Linked DNA regions of Sus scrofa: region 1 is linked to region 2. The links are chromatin contacts, called in public HiChIP or PLAC-seq maps. All regions are on one chromosome and are shown on one strand. The core of a region is the stretch at or near the end of the contact, and the rest is flanking DNA. Distances in the headings are between cores, read along the strand shown. Region 1 overlaps TSC22D1 (TSC22 domain family protein 1). Region 2 has its middle 48 kb from the start of TRNAE-UUC.

Evidence for each region. HiChIP or PLAC-seq counts read pairs in DNA pulled down with a chosen protein or histone mark.
Region 1: an H3K27ac HiChIP or PLAC-seq map of skeletal muscle shows a contact between it and region 2. The contact joins two enhancer-like sites. A contact is called at or near these places in 3 of 47 Hi-C or Micro-C datasets (epiblast stem cells, skeletal muscle and subcutaneous adipose tissue) and 1 of 2 datasets of contacts at active chromatin or transcription factors (skeletal muscle).

The regions. Positions count from the first base shown.
Region 1 is chr11:22,569,022-22,575,578 of Sscrofa11.1, reverse strand. All of the region lies in intron 1 of TSC22D1 (TSC22 domain family protein 1), which reads right to left. Among named protein-coding and RNA genes, the nearest start is that of TSC22D1, 54 kb to the right of the region's middle. Within about 2 kb of position 3,703, at least 1 of the 83 cell types and tissues checked has an H3K27ac peak or open chromatin away from gene starts, as enhancers often do. A contact at or near this core is called in skeletal muscle, where this site is marked.
Region 2 is chr11:22,369,642-22,375,490 of Sscrofa11.1, reverse strand. No RefSeq gene overlaps it. Among named protein-coding and RNA genes, the nearest start is that of TRNAE-UUC, 48 kb to the right of the region's middle. Within about 2 kb of position 3,495, at least 12 of the 83 cell types and tissues checked have an H3K27ac peak or open chromatin away from gene starts, as enhancers often do. A contact at or near this core is called in skeletal muscle, where this site is marked.

The DNA of each region.
Region 1 (6,557 bases), core at 2,454-4,953, 200 kb before region 2:
AACCCAGACACCAATTAAAAACTGCTTTGATGGATAAACCTACACTAAACTCTAACGAATGCGGCAGAAAAGTTTGGGGAAATTCCTTTCAACATCTGGGTAGCTACAGCATGATAACTAAGAAGGAAATCGAAAAATGTTACCTTTTCTATTTTTTTTCATCTTTTCTTTTATCACCCTTAAGACTCAAAACCTTGAAGGATGTTCTAATTAAAACCCCTTCTGAGAATGATCTGATTATCTGAAGAAAAAATAAATTATTCATTAACTGTTGTCAGAATTACTAGAAGCCATCTACAAAAGAGATAAAGTCGGATTTACTCAGTGAACCAAAATGAACTACAAAGGGGTCAAATATTTATATAGAAAAAAATGAAGTCAATAGTCAAAGTAAACATAATACCTTTACACCCTTGGAGTAAAAGTCTTTCTAACTCAAAATTTTAGTCATAAGAGGAAACTTTGATGAATTTGACTGCATAAAAAGGAAAACCCTCTGCCTGTTCCCCTCCCCAAAATCTGCTCTGAGCAAAATCAAAAGACAAATGTCCAAGTGAGAAAAATATCGGCTACTCTTCATATCACCGACAAAGGGCTAATCAAAAAAAGAAAAACCATCTCAATAGAAAATAGGCAGAAAATATGAACAGGTAGTTCAAGGAAACAAAAACATATGAAAAGAAGCTTAAAGTCACTCACAAGAAATACGTAAATCAAAACTGCTCTGAGGAGTTCCCACTGTGGCCCAGTGGAAACGAATCCCACTAGTATCCACAAGGACGCAGGTTCGATCCCTGGCCTTGCTCAGTGGGTTAAGGATCCAGGGTTGCCGTGGTCTGTGGTGTAGGACACAGACAAGGCTCAGATCCGGCATTACTTGTGGCTGTGGCGGGGGCCAGCAGCTGCAGCTCCAATTTGACCCCTAACCTGGGAACTTCCACATACTGCAGGTATGGCCCTAAAAAAAAAACCAAACAACAACAAAACAAAAACAAACAAATAAACTGCTCTGAGATACAATGTTCACCTAACGGATAGGCAAAAAATCTATAAATTCAAAAATATACTCTAATGACAAAGCAATAGAGAAATACATATTCTCATCCATTGCTAGTAGGAGTATAAATTGGTAAGATGGCCACCACTTGACAATATTCCTCGAAATTACAAAATGATATCCTCTGACCCCGAAATTCTATTTCGAGGAATTTATCTTATGAAAATACTTACACAGTTAAGAAATGAAACATATACATGGTTATTCATTACAGTATTAGTAAAAGATAAGAAACAACCTAAATATACATTAATTAGAAGCTGGCTGGATTTCCCATTGTGGCTCAGTGGTTAACGAATCTGACTAGGAACCATGAGGTTGTGGGTTCGACCCCTGGCCTTGTTCAGTGGGTTAAGGATCTGGCATTGCCATGAGCTGTGGTATAGGTCACAGACGAGGCTCAGATCTGGCGTTGCTGTGGTTGTGGTGTAGGCTGGTGGCTACAGCTCTGATTCGACCCCTAGCCTGGGAACCTCCATATGCCCAGGGAGCAGCCCCAGAAAAGGCAAAAAGATTAAAAAAAAAAAGAAGCTGGGTAAGTGAAATATGGTATATCTATGTAGTGCAGTACTATACAATTATGTTAAAAAAGAGAGAGAAGGTAGTCTGTTTACCATACTAAAAAATGCAAAGGACAGAATAGTGTATACAGTGTGCTAGCTTTTGCATGAAATGTTTAAAAGTGAAAAAATAATATTGATTCTGAATTGGTTGAATATGCATATAGAATGTCTGAAAGAATAAAGAATTGCTTAATAGTGGCGGCTAGGGCTAGGGTTGGAGAGGTAGGTAGTGCTGGTGAATTTGGAACAGAGGTAAGAGCAACACTTTCCAATATGTACTGTTTTTAAATCTATTAAAATTTTTAAAAAGAAATGTCAGTTCAAATAAGCAGTAAGGAACTTCACAGAGGGAATGATAAGGATATTAACATGAACAAAACCCATAATTCAAATATACTATTTTGGAGAGTAGCTAAACATTTTTCATGTTGCCTTTTTTTTTTTTTTTTTTTTTTTTTTGGCCTTTTTAGGGCAGCACCCTAAAAAGGTTCCCAGGATAGGAGTCCAATCAGAGCTGTAGCTGCTGGCCTACACCACAGCTCACAGCAATGCCAGATCCTTAACCCACTGAGCAAGGCCAGGGATCGAACCTGCATCTTCGTGGATGCTAGTCGGGTTTGTCCACCACTGAGCCACAACAGGAACTCCCATGCTGCCTTTCTATAATACTTTTTGAAATGGATGGTTGAAAGAGGAAAGGGAGTTGATTTTAATAAAACATATCCCATTTCCAAAAAGTAGTTTGTAAATGTTTTAGCTCATCTGTATTGTCCCTAGAGTGATGTGCTGCTTTATCTGCACAACTTTAGCACACATGCTATTAAAAAAAGTTTTCTAGTTGATAATTATTAGTGTGCTTGGGGATTTGGGGACACTAGAAATTCATGCTGAACGAGGAAGCACACCCTCTTCCCATTTCCCTTCCACCTGGAGGACCAACTTCAATTCTAATGACCCCACTTTAAAAAAAAAAAAAAAAAAAAAAAAAAAAAAAACCTCTCTTAATAAATAGAGTTCCTGAAAACTTGAGATCCAGGCTCCAAAAAAGTATCTGGGTAGAATGGCTAATGGAAACTAGCCATAGGGTAGCCAGAGGCCAGAAAAGAAACCCAGGACATCTCAAGAGATCAGAAACACCCAAGCCATCTTTAAAACATACCCAGTGACTGTGTTACCCCAGTAAAGAAATATTCTTCCTTACTAATAATGAAAAAGCAATAATACTACAAATGAAATATGATTGGATTTACGTTTGTTAAAAGTGGTAAAATGTAAAGCACTCTATCGAAATTCCACTAAGTAGATGGAGGGGCAAGAGAAAAGCAGAGGATTAAGAGTTACAAACTGTTACCTGTACAAAATAAATAAGCCACACGGATATACAGTAGAGTACAGCACAGGGAGGATAGCCAGTATTCTATAATAAATATAAATGGAATATCATGTATAAAAATATTGAATCGCTATGTTATAGACCTGAAATATAAACCTGCAAATCACTATACTTCAATTAAAAAAAAAAAATTCATGGAGTTCCCCTATTGTGGCTCAGCGGGTTAAGAACCCAACAATATCCATGAGGATGTGGGTTCAATCCCTAGCTTCAATCAGTGGGTTAAGGATCTGGTGCTGCCACAGGCTGTGACATATGTGGCAGATTCAGCTCAGATGCCCTGTGCTGTGGCTTAGCGTAGGCCAGCAGCTGCAGCTCCAATTTGACCCCTAACCCAGGAACTTCCACATGCAGCAGGTGCAGCCCTAAAAAGAAAAAGAATTAAAAAAATAATAATAATTTAAAAATCCACTCAGTAGAAAAGATGAGATTGAGGCACTTGCACCCTCTTCCCTCAAAGGAGGATTTTAAAGGTCCAGATTTGCCTGAATTATTCCCTTCCTTTCCTCTCCTACTTCGAGAAACAGCAACACCATTAACAGGAGCTTCTCAAAAAAGAAAATAAAACATTTTGGCAAAAGTTGGTTGATGACCACTAAGATGAAGAGGGGAAGGGTTAGCAGTTCCCCCGCCCAAGACCAACCCCGGGGTTAGTCACTCCTTCTTGCTGCTGATCTCTTAGCTCTAAAACGAGCCAACAATCTAAAAACGCAACCAAGAGTGACAGTTGTCTGCTCCACCACGCTCCCTCCCGTCAGGGATCTGTGACATGTTTATAACCCACGTATACACGTGCGTGTTCATGTGTTTGTGTGCTTACACCAATATACGTATATGTATGAGACATAAATATAATTAGATCCAGATTGTGTGTAAAATACACACAAACACAACTTTTTAGCCATTAGAGGTAACAACTGAAATGGAAGCTAATTTTCAAAACTTAACTCATCCTGCGCTATAGCCATTTCACAAACGAGAATTTTTATTTTGTTACATGGTGTGTGCGCTTACCTGTGACCACTACATACAAAAAAATAGGAGAGCAATGGTAATGTCATTGTTTCCATTTAAAAAAATATTAAATTGTTACCTACTCACTAAAATATTAAGTAAAAACCGGAGAAAATCAACAATGAGCATAAATTACAATTCTTCCCAGAAGAGTTTAGTATCTCCTACAGTTTCTAAGCCACATTAATAACAGAAAGCAAGCATTACATTTCACACTGAAAATGTATGGGAACATTAAAATCTATTTTAAACGTGCAACATCTATCAAAACCTGAGGGTTCTAGAGCATTTTCCAGCGACGCTGGTATTTTCTTTAAACACCTACAAATTAAATCGATCTCAAGAATATGTCAGCCTGTTTAAAAATAGTTGTGGCAAAAAAAGAAGTTAAAAATCCCAGAAGAAAATGAATATGCTGCTTCAAAGTGGAGGTAAACAAATTATATGTTAATTCACAGAGAGTATTTCTAATTAAACAAAGTGTCTCCTCCCCTCAAAAAGGGCAAAGTTAAAATTAGATTGCTTATTTTATTCATGGACGGTCCTAATTATAGCATCTAGCTATCAGAGTATCATGGATATTACTTTCATCAAACTTTGTTTTAATATTTATCTAAGACTGTACAATGGCCTGATTCAGAAGAGTTCAAAAACCTCGGAAATGAGAAACTGAGGGAGTCATGGTAATGGAAAAACCATGAGCAGTTAAATAAGGCTGGAATTTATTTTAACTGACACGCAAATTATTTTAATGTTGAAGGACCATGAGAGAAAAAAATCCCAATTCTTAAAACTATACTTTAAACCAATAAACTCCAAAACAGGGTATATAAACAGGGTATTTGGAGTAGAAAGAAAATACATTAAAATTTTAATCTTAGGAGTTCCCTTGTGGTGCAGCAAATTAAAGATCGGGCATTGCCACTGCAGCAGCTCGGGTCCCTGGTCCTGAAACTTCCACATGCCACAGGAGTAGTCAAAAAAAATTTTTTTTCCTCTTTTTACAGTCACACCTGCAGCATAGGGAAGTTCCTGGGCCAAGGGTCAAACTGGAGCTGCAGCTACCACCTACGACACAGCCATGGCAACTGCAGATCCTTAACCCACTGAGCACGACCAGGACGAACCCCCGTCCCCACAGAGACAACACTGAGTCCTTAACAAGCAAAGCCACAACAGGAACTACTCCCCTCCAAAAATTTGTAATCTTAAAAAAATAGGAAAGACTCTGAGCGGTGCTGGTATTTAATATTCAAACTGACACTGGCACCCACCCTCTATCCCTTGGTCAGATGGTCTCATCAAGTACAGTTTCAACTTATGTTCCATTCAGATTTCCTCAGTGGTAGTTTCACAAAGAAACAGGAATTTTCAGTAGGAATTTTACCAAGTTACTTTCATAAATTTTACTGAAGTTTATGGGCATCGGATTAAGTGAGTTATGTTATATTGCCTTAACTAAATAACTCACACCCAATAGAGAAATGGCTTTAAAATATTCCTAGAAAGGAATATAAGGATGAGGATAGTAATAATGCAAACACAAGCCAATAAAAGGAAAATGGCAGAGCTGAACACCCTTTTAACCACGATAACTGATACACACAGATGCCAATTAGACCTATGAAAAAAGAACCCCACAAAATCAACCAGAATTCATCTGAAAGATGGATTTATGTCCACTACCAAAACAATCATAGTCCTAAATACATACTATCCTCTGATCATTAATGAGAATATGAAGCTATCACTATTAGCAAGATACCTAAAAATTAAATATCCAGACCGTAAAGACAAATATTTACTTTTTTTTTTGGTCTTTTTGCCATTTCTAGGGCTGCTCCCATGGCATATGGAGGTTCCCAAGCTAGGGGTCGAATCGGAGCTGTAACTGCCAGCCTACACCACAGCCACAGCAACTAGGGATCCCATCCACATCTGTGACCTACACCACACACCACAGCTCATGGCAATGCCGGATCCTTAACCCACTGAGCAAGGCCAGGGATCGAACCCCCAACCTCATGGTTCCTAGTCGGATTTGTTAACCACTGAGCCATGACAGGAACTCCGACAAATGCTTACATTTTTTTAAAGCTATGTTTAAAGCCATGCAATCAATTCTCAATCCAGTTTTTCAACATTTTCCAACACCTACTAAGTATTCCTAACAATAACAAATAGTTACATAAGGAAATACTTCGCCCTTCCAATGGTAAAAATGGGTACATGATTTTAAAAAAACATATAGTGACGAAATACAATCCTTAATCAATACATATTATCAGAAGAAGGAAAGGAAAGACTGCATAGTGTTTGAAGAAAGAGCAAACTACATGGTCCAAGAGATTGGATATAAGATAAAATGAAGACACACTTCTTCCACATCTCAGCTTAAGGTATTTGCTAGATGGTTTCTTAAATTAAACACGCTGCCTTTGTGTGTGTGAAGAACTAAAGAAAAGTTTTACTGAGGAAGATGCAATCCCAATAGCAAATTTCCTCTTTTATAAACGTTATGTGTAACTTC
Region 2 (5,849 bases), core at 2,246-4,745:
CATCCACATGCCACAAAAGAAAAAAAAAGAAATTTATTGTGAATGGATTTGAATGAATCCTTCAGTTGGTTGCCATGGAAATGATGAACTAGTGAAGGCCGCCTAGTAGCCTGGGTCACATGACTTTAAAAGAAAGAAACTTTTGAAAATACCTAACTAAAGAATCTCTGGAATGAGAAGAAGGGTAAATTATTCAAGGTGCTTATGAATTCCATCTGAGAAGCACAGGCCACTCAGAAATCCTAACGGAAGGCTGAGGCCAGTGGGACGAACCCTCATTCCTCCATGTTTAGCTCAAATGCTTGCGAGAACCGAGGTGAGGACCCCAGCACTCAGGCCTCAGGTTTTTCTAGGCTAAGTGACTGCAAAGAGATAAAGGAGCTTTTGTCCTCGTCTCCGCTTCACACGATCTGGTTACAGGCTCCTCTGCCTGCCTTCTTCCCTCTGCCATATGGAGCCTCTGCTTATGTAAAAATACCATCAACAAAGCCTCACAAAGACAGTCTCGTCTATTGAGGGGCAAGAGAGATCACAGCCTTCACCCCCAAATTTCAGGTGGCTTATATGTTCTTTCTCAAATGACTAACTCCAATTAAACTTAGGTCTGGAAAAGAGGGCCACAAAATCCTCCAAAACGTCAGAGCCAGAAACAAATGAACGTGGCTTAACAGCTGGAGGACCCAGTGTTCAAGCGTCAAATATTGAAGCTCTCTGGGCCAAAAAATTCATTGAATCTCCTGAGTGATTTGTTTTACAATTTAGACAAGTTTTAGGATAAAGAACTTTGAAACCGCTTTATTTTTAGGTAAATCTCCCTCCTTTCAGAAGGAAATGTTCTCTAGCTGGTAACTGACCATAAGAGAAAGTCAAACTGGCTGGACAGTCCCAACGATGGTGAGGAGAACAGAATCTCCATAATCGATTCAAGGATGCAATTGATATGCTTTATTAAATAGGGCATAAGGTGGATGTTCCCAATATAGCTAAATGGCAATGAGCCCGACTAGCATCCACGAGGACATGGGTTCGATCCCTGGCCTCACTCAGGGGGTGAAGGATCCAGCATGGCTGTGAACTGTGGTGTAGGTCATAGACTCAGCTCGGATCTGACATTGCTGTGGCTGTGGTGTAGGCTGGCAGCTGGAGTTCCAATTCAACCCCAAGCTTGGGAACCTCCTTATGCTGCACCTGTGGCCCTTAAAAAAAAAAAGACAAAGTGGCCATAAAAAGAAAGAATCTTGCTACTTTATAAAACCTTTTACATTTATTTATTTTTACTGAAATATAGCTGATTTAACAATGTTGTGTTAATTTCTACTGTCCAGAAAAATGATTCAGTTACATATATATACTCTTTTTTTATATCCTTTGCATTATGGTTTATCACAAGATATTGAATAGAGTTCCCTGTGCTCCCAAGTAGGATCTTGTTGCCTATCCCCTCCATGTAAAATAGCTTACCTCTGCTAACCCCCAGGTCCCACTCTATTCCTCCCATTGAATCTTGTACCTGACTTACGCTCATTCACAGGTGCTAAAAAAAATCATAGAACACATTGGCCTCTGTGTCTGCAAAGTAAATGCTCTACACCTTTGGTGAATATCTGACGCACTAAAATGAAACTCTGAGGTTGGGGACAATGCAGAAGTCCCCAGATGGGGCTGCCACCCAAAGGCAAAATTGCATTAGGAAACAAGGCTAGGAACTCCAGGTTAACACTGAGTGTTTTATTATTTTAAAAGCTCCAAGATCTAAATTCTGCCTCTCAAGATCTAAATGCATGCACTTTCATAAATGGCGTAAATGTACTATTCAATTGCCTTAGATCATTCTGACGAGGTGAGGTAACAATTGGCAGGTAACTATTTAAAACTACTCTTGCTTTCCCTTGCCATCAGCATAAGGGAAAGGCCATTTTATATTTTAAAAATTACTGGTTTAATGAAATCAAAGATTGATATGTTTCAAATATGTTTACCTGATTTGGGCTGCTAAATAATTGCCGTCCTCCACCTCTGTCTCCTCAAAAAAGATCTAAACTCGAAATTCAACTCAATTTCATCTGATTTGGATTCAACATATTTTGGAGAAAAACCAACGCTTTTACCCAGTGTACTTTTGCCAAAACTAATACTGAGAGTTTACATGGATTGATGAAATATATGCCAGTCACTGCACTGAGGGCTTAAAGTATATTTCCAGATACACTCTGTTATCTTCATGACAAACCCACTAAGGGAGATCCTATTATCATTCCCATTTTACAGATGTAGAAACTGAAGGCCATGATGCTTAAGTCACTTGCGCAACATCTAGGTCAAATCAATTTGACTTTAGGTCTGCCCTGCCCAACACAGCCTACTTGAAATACGGCTCGGTTGAATTGAGATGTGCAATTTAATGTGTAAAATACGCATTATATTTGGTAACTTGGTGTGAAGAAAGTTATGTAAAATATCTCATTAATAATTTTTTTTGTCTGTTTTCTTAGGGCCGCACCCACAACATATGGAGGGTCCCAGACTAGGCGTCGAACTGGAGCTGTAGCTGACGGCCTACACTACAGCCACAGCAGCAACACGGGATCTGAGCTGCTTCTTGGACCTACACCACAGCTCAGGGCAATGCCAGATCTTTAACCCACTGAGCAAGGCCAGGAATGGAACCTGCATCCTCATCAATGGTAGTCAGATTTGTTTCCGCTGAGCCACGATGGGAAATCCCATTAATGATTTTTAAGATATTGATGATATGTTGAAATAATATTTTGGACACACTGAATTTTTCAAAAGGTGTTAAAATGCTTTTTACCTATTTGGGTTTTTTTTTATTAAAGTATAGATGATTTACAATTTTCTGTCAATTTCTGCTGTACAGCATAGTGACCCAGTCATATATATGTGTGTATTATATATTTATTCTTTTTCTTATAGTATTTTCCATCATGGTCTAACCCAAGAGATTAGATATAGCTCCCTGTGCTATACAGGAGGACCTCATTGCTTATCCATTCTAAATGCAATAGTTTGCATCACCTAATTTTTTTTTTTACTTTTGGTTAATGTGGCTCCCAGAAAAGTTGATAGTCCACATGCCTTCACTCAGGGCTCCCATCATACTTCTACTGGCCCACGCTGCTCTTGAGCCTAAACTCTGTGCCATTTTGCTCTGCCCTCCAAAGGAACTAGTTTATACCCTTCCCACTAATGGCAAAGTAAGATCTTCTTTCATGGCGAGATGTATGTGTTGTTCGTAGGCGAGGGAACCAAGACATAAAATAGTTAAGACCCAAAGTCAAACGTTAATCCTGACACCATCTTCCAAGCCTGCTGAGAACAAAAGATCACACACCCTCCCCTTGGCTTGACTTGCTTGACCTGCTTTCCAACCTGGACAGGAGCCACGAAGTTCGAGAAGTTTAATGACTGTCTGAGGTTTAATGTCTCATCAAAAACCAAACACCGCCCTTGCCTGTATTTGCGTTCTCGCTTTATGTACACTTGTGCTCTGAGTGGAAAGAACACAGCGAGGTGGTGAGGGATGCCAGTTGGTGTGGCTTTTTTACTGGGGGTCATGGGTTGGTTTTTATAAGATCAATACTTCAGTCATAGCATGATAATCCCTGGGTTTACATTTGCAAGGAAAAGATATAAAACATGGGCTCAGAAGCCAATTCATGGAAGGGCCTCAAGACCCCTTCAGAAAGCCAAAGCCATTCAGAAGCTCTCATCACCACTCAGATGCTGCACGGGTTCAGAGCTGAGGCTGGACTTGCATATGTTCCTCTGAAAGGTCCCCACGCAGAAAACATTTCCTGAAATGTGAGCAACTCCACAGATGCCCTCTAATAGCCCAGGGCAATTAAAACCCAAGACGTTCTGGGACTTGCTGCGGAGCCCTTGGTCCGGCCCAGCCCCTCTCCAGCTCTGGACATTTGACGTCTAGGCTTATTTACTTAGTTCCCTGGAGCACAGGGCGGCTTTGCTCCGTCCCTGCATCCACCTGCGAGAGCTCTATTTAAAGAGCTTTCACAGTGTTCTGAACATGCCCCTCGGAGCCAAGCCCTCAGCTCAACGCTTCAACACCCTCCCTCTCCTACGTTTGCCCAACATGCCTCTCCCTCTTTCGTCCTCTACGTCTGCTCTCTTCCTTGCAAGCATGTAAAGGAAGAGGCTGTGGCACGGAAAACCCTCCACGGGAGGTGCTAAGGCTGGCCCTCCGCCCTGCAGCCCCTCCTTAGTGGGGATTAAGTGTTCCTCCCATGTGTCCCCACACGGGGCAGCTGTCCCAGAGCCATTTGGGATTTACCAGTGACACGCTGGAGGGCTGCGTGGGGAGGACAGAGGCCCCATGTGCTTTATTCATAGGTCTGTGAGGGCTTGCATAAGCCCTCTCTGTCTAGAGATACACAACTCTTCCCTTCCCCATTTCCTCATCCTTAAACTTTTATCTTTCTTGACTCATTATGGGCTTGATGTTCCTAACAGACAGCATCCTATGTAGCAATGACAGAACACGCGCAAATCTGGAGGCTCAGATTCTATTCACTCTGCTGTACAGCAGAAATTGAAGGAACACTGTAAATCAACTCTGCTTTAATAACTTTTTTTTTTCTTTTTAGGGCCACACCCACAGCATATGGAAGTTCCCAGGCCAAGAGGTAAATCGGAGCTACAGCGGCTGGCCTACACCACAGCCACAGCAACACACAGGATCTGAGCTACATCTGCCACCTACACCACAGGTCACAGAAACACCGGATCCTTAAGCCACTGAGCAAGGCCAGGGATCAAACCCAAGGCCTTATGGAAACTAGTCAGGTTTGTTACCATTGAGCTGCAATGGGGGCTCCCATATATTTTAATAAAAAATTTAAAAGGGAATTCAAATTGGAACTAGAATTAGAAAAAAAAAAAAGAGAGAGAGAGAGTATAAGCCTGATGTTAAGCAAATATTCTCATCAGAACATGGAGTCCATCTCATTGCTTCGTGGAAAACTCCTGATCAGGCAAGGTGAGGGCAACAAAGCTGAGACGGACCTTTATCAAGGAACATGAGCCCTGGGGGCTCTTGGGATGCAGTTCTGAAGATTCCTGAGGAGTCCTGAGGTTAGGAACAGAGGGGTTTATGACACCCTCCGCAAGCTTTCATGGTCTCAATGGAAACAGAAATCTCTCTCTCTCTGCAACAAAATAGAATTACTGTGACTTTTTCTTCCTCACATCCCTTGGATCTCACCCAACATGTCCCCCATATGGCTCAGAGGAAGGCGTTGGCCTTGCACTCAGTGTATTCTCTGCCGTTTGTCCTAATTAGGTCCTGGGACAGACGTGAGCATGCCTCTGGACATCCTCCTACCACACATCCCATTTGTCACTGCTCTAGGCCAGCCCCTCTCCACAACTCTGTTTATCCAACAGTGCCTGACGTCTGAATGGGAAGGAGAAGGAAGATCTGCTCAGAGGGAGGCACACAGTCCAGGGAGCCGCTTGGCCTGGACTTACAATGATTCCGAGATGATGGGGGCAGAGGTTCACTCAGACCTTTCTGCCTTTTCTTTTTTCTTTTTCTTTTTTTTTTTTTTTTTTTTTGTCTTTTTGCCTTTTCTAGGCCCGCTTCTGCAGCATATGGAGGTTCCCAGGCTAGGGGTCGAATCGGAGCTGTAGCCGCCGGCCTACACCACAGCCACAGCAACACAGGATACGAGCTGAATCTGCAACCTACACCACAGCTCATGGCAACTCCAGATCCTTAACCCACTGAGCAAGGCCAGGGATCGAACCCGCAATCTCATGGTTCCTAGTCGGATTCGTTAACCACTGAGCCACGATGGGAACTCCAGACCTTT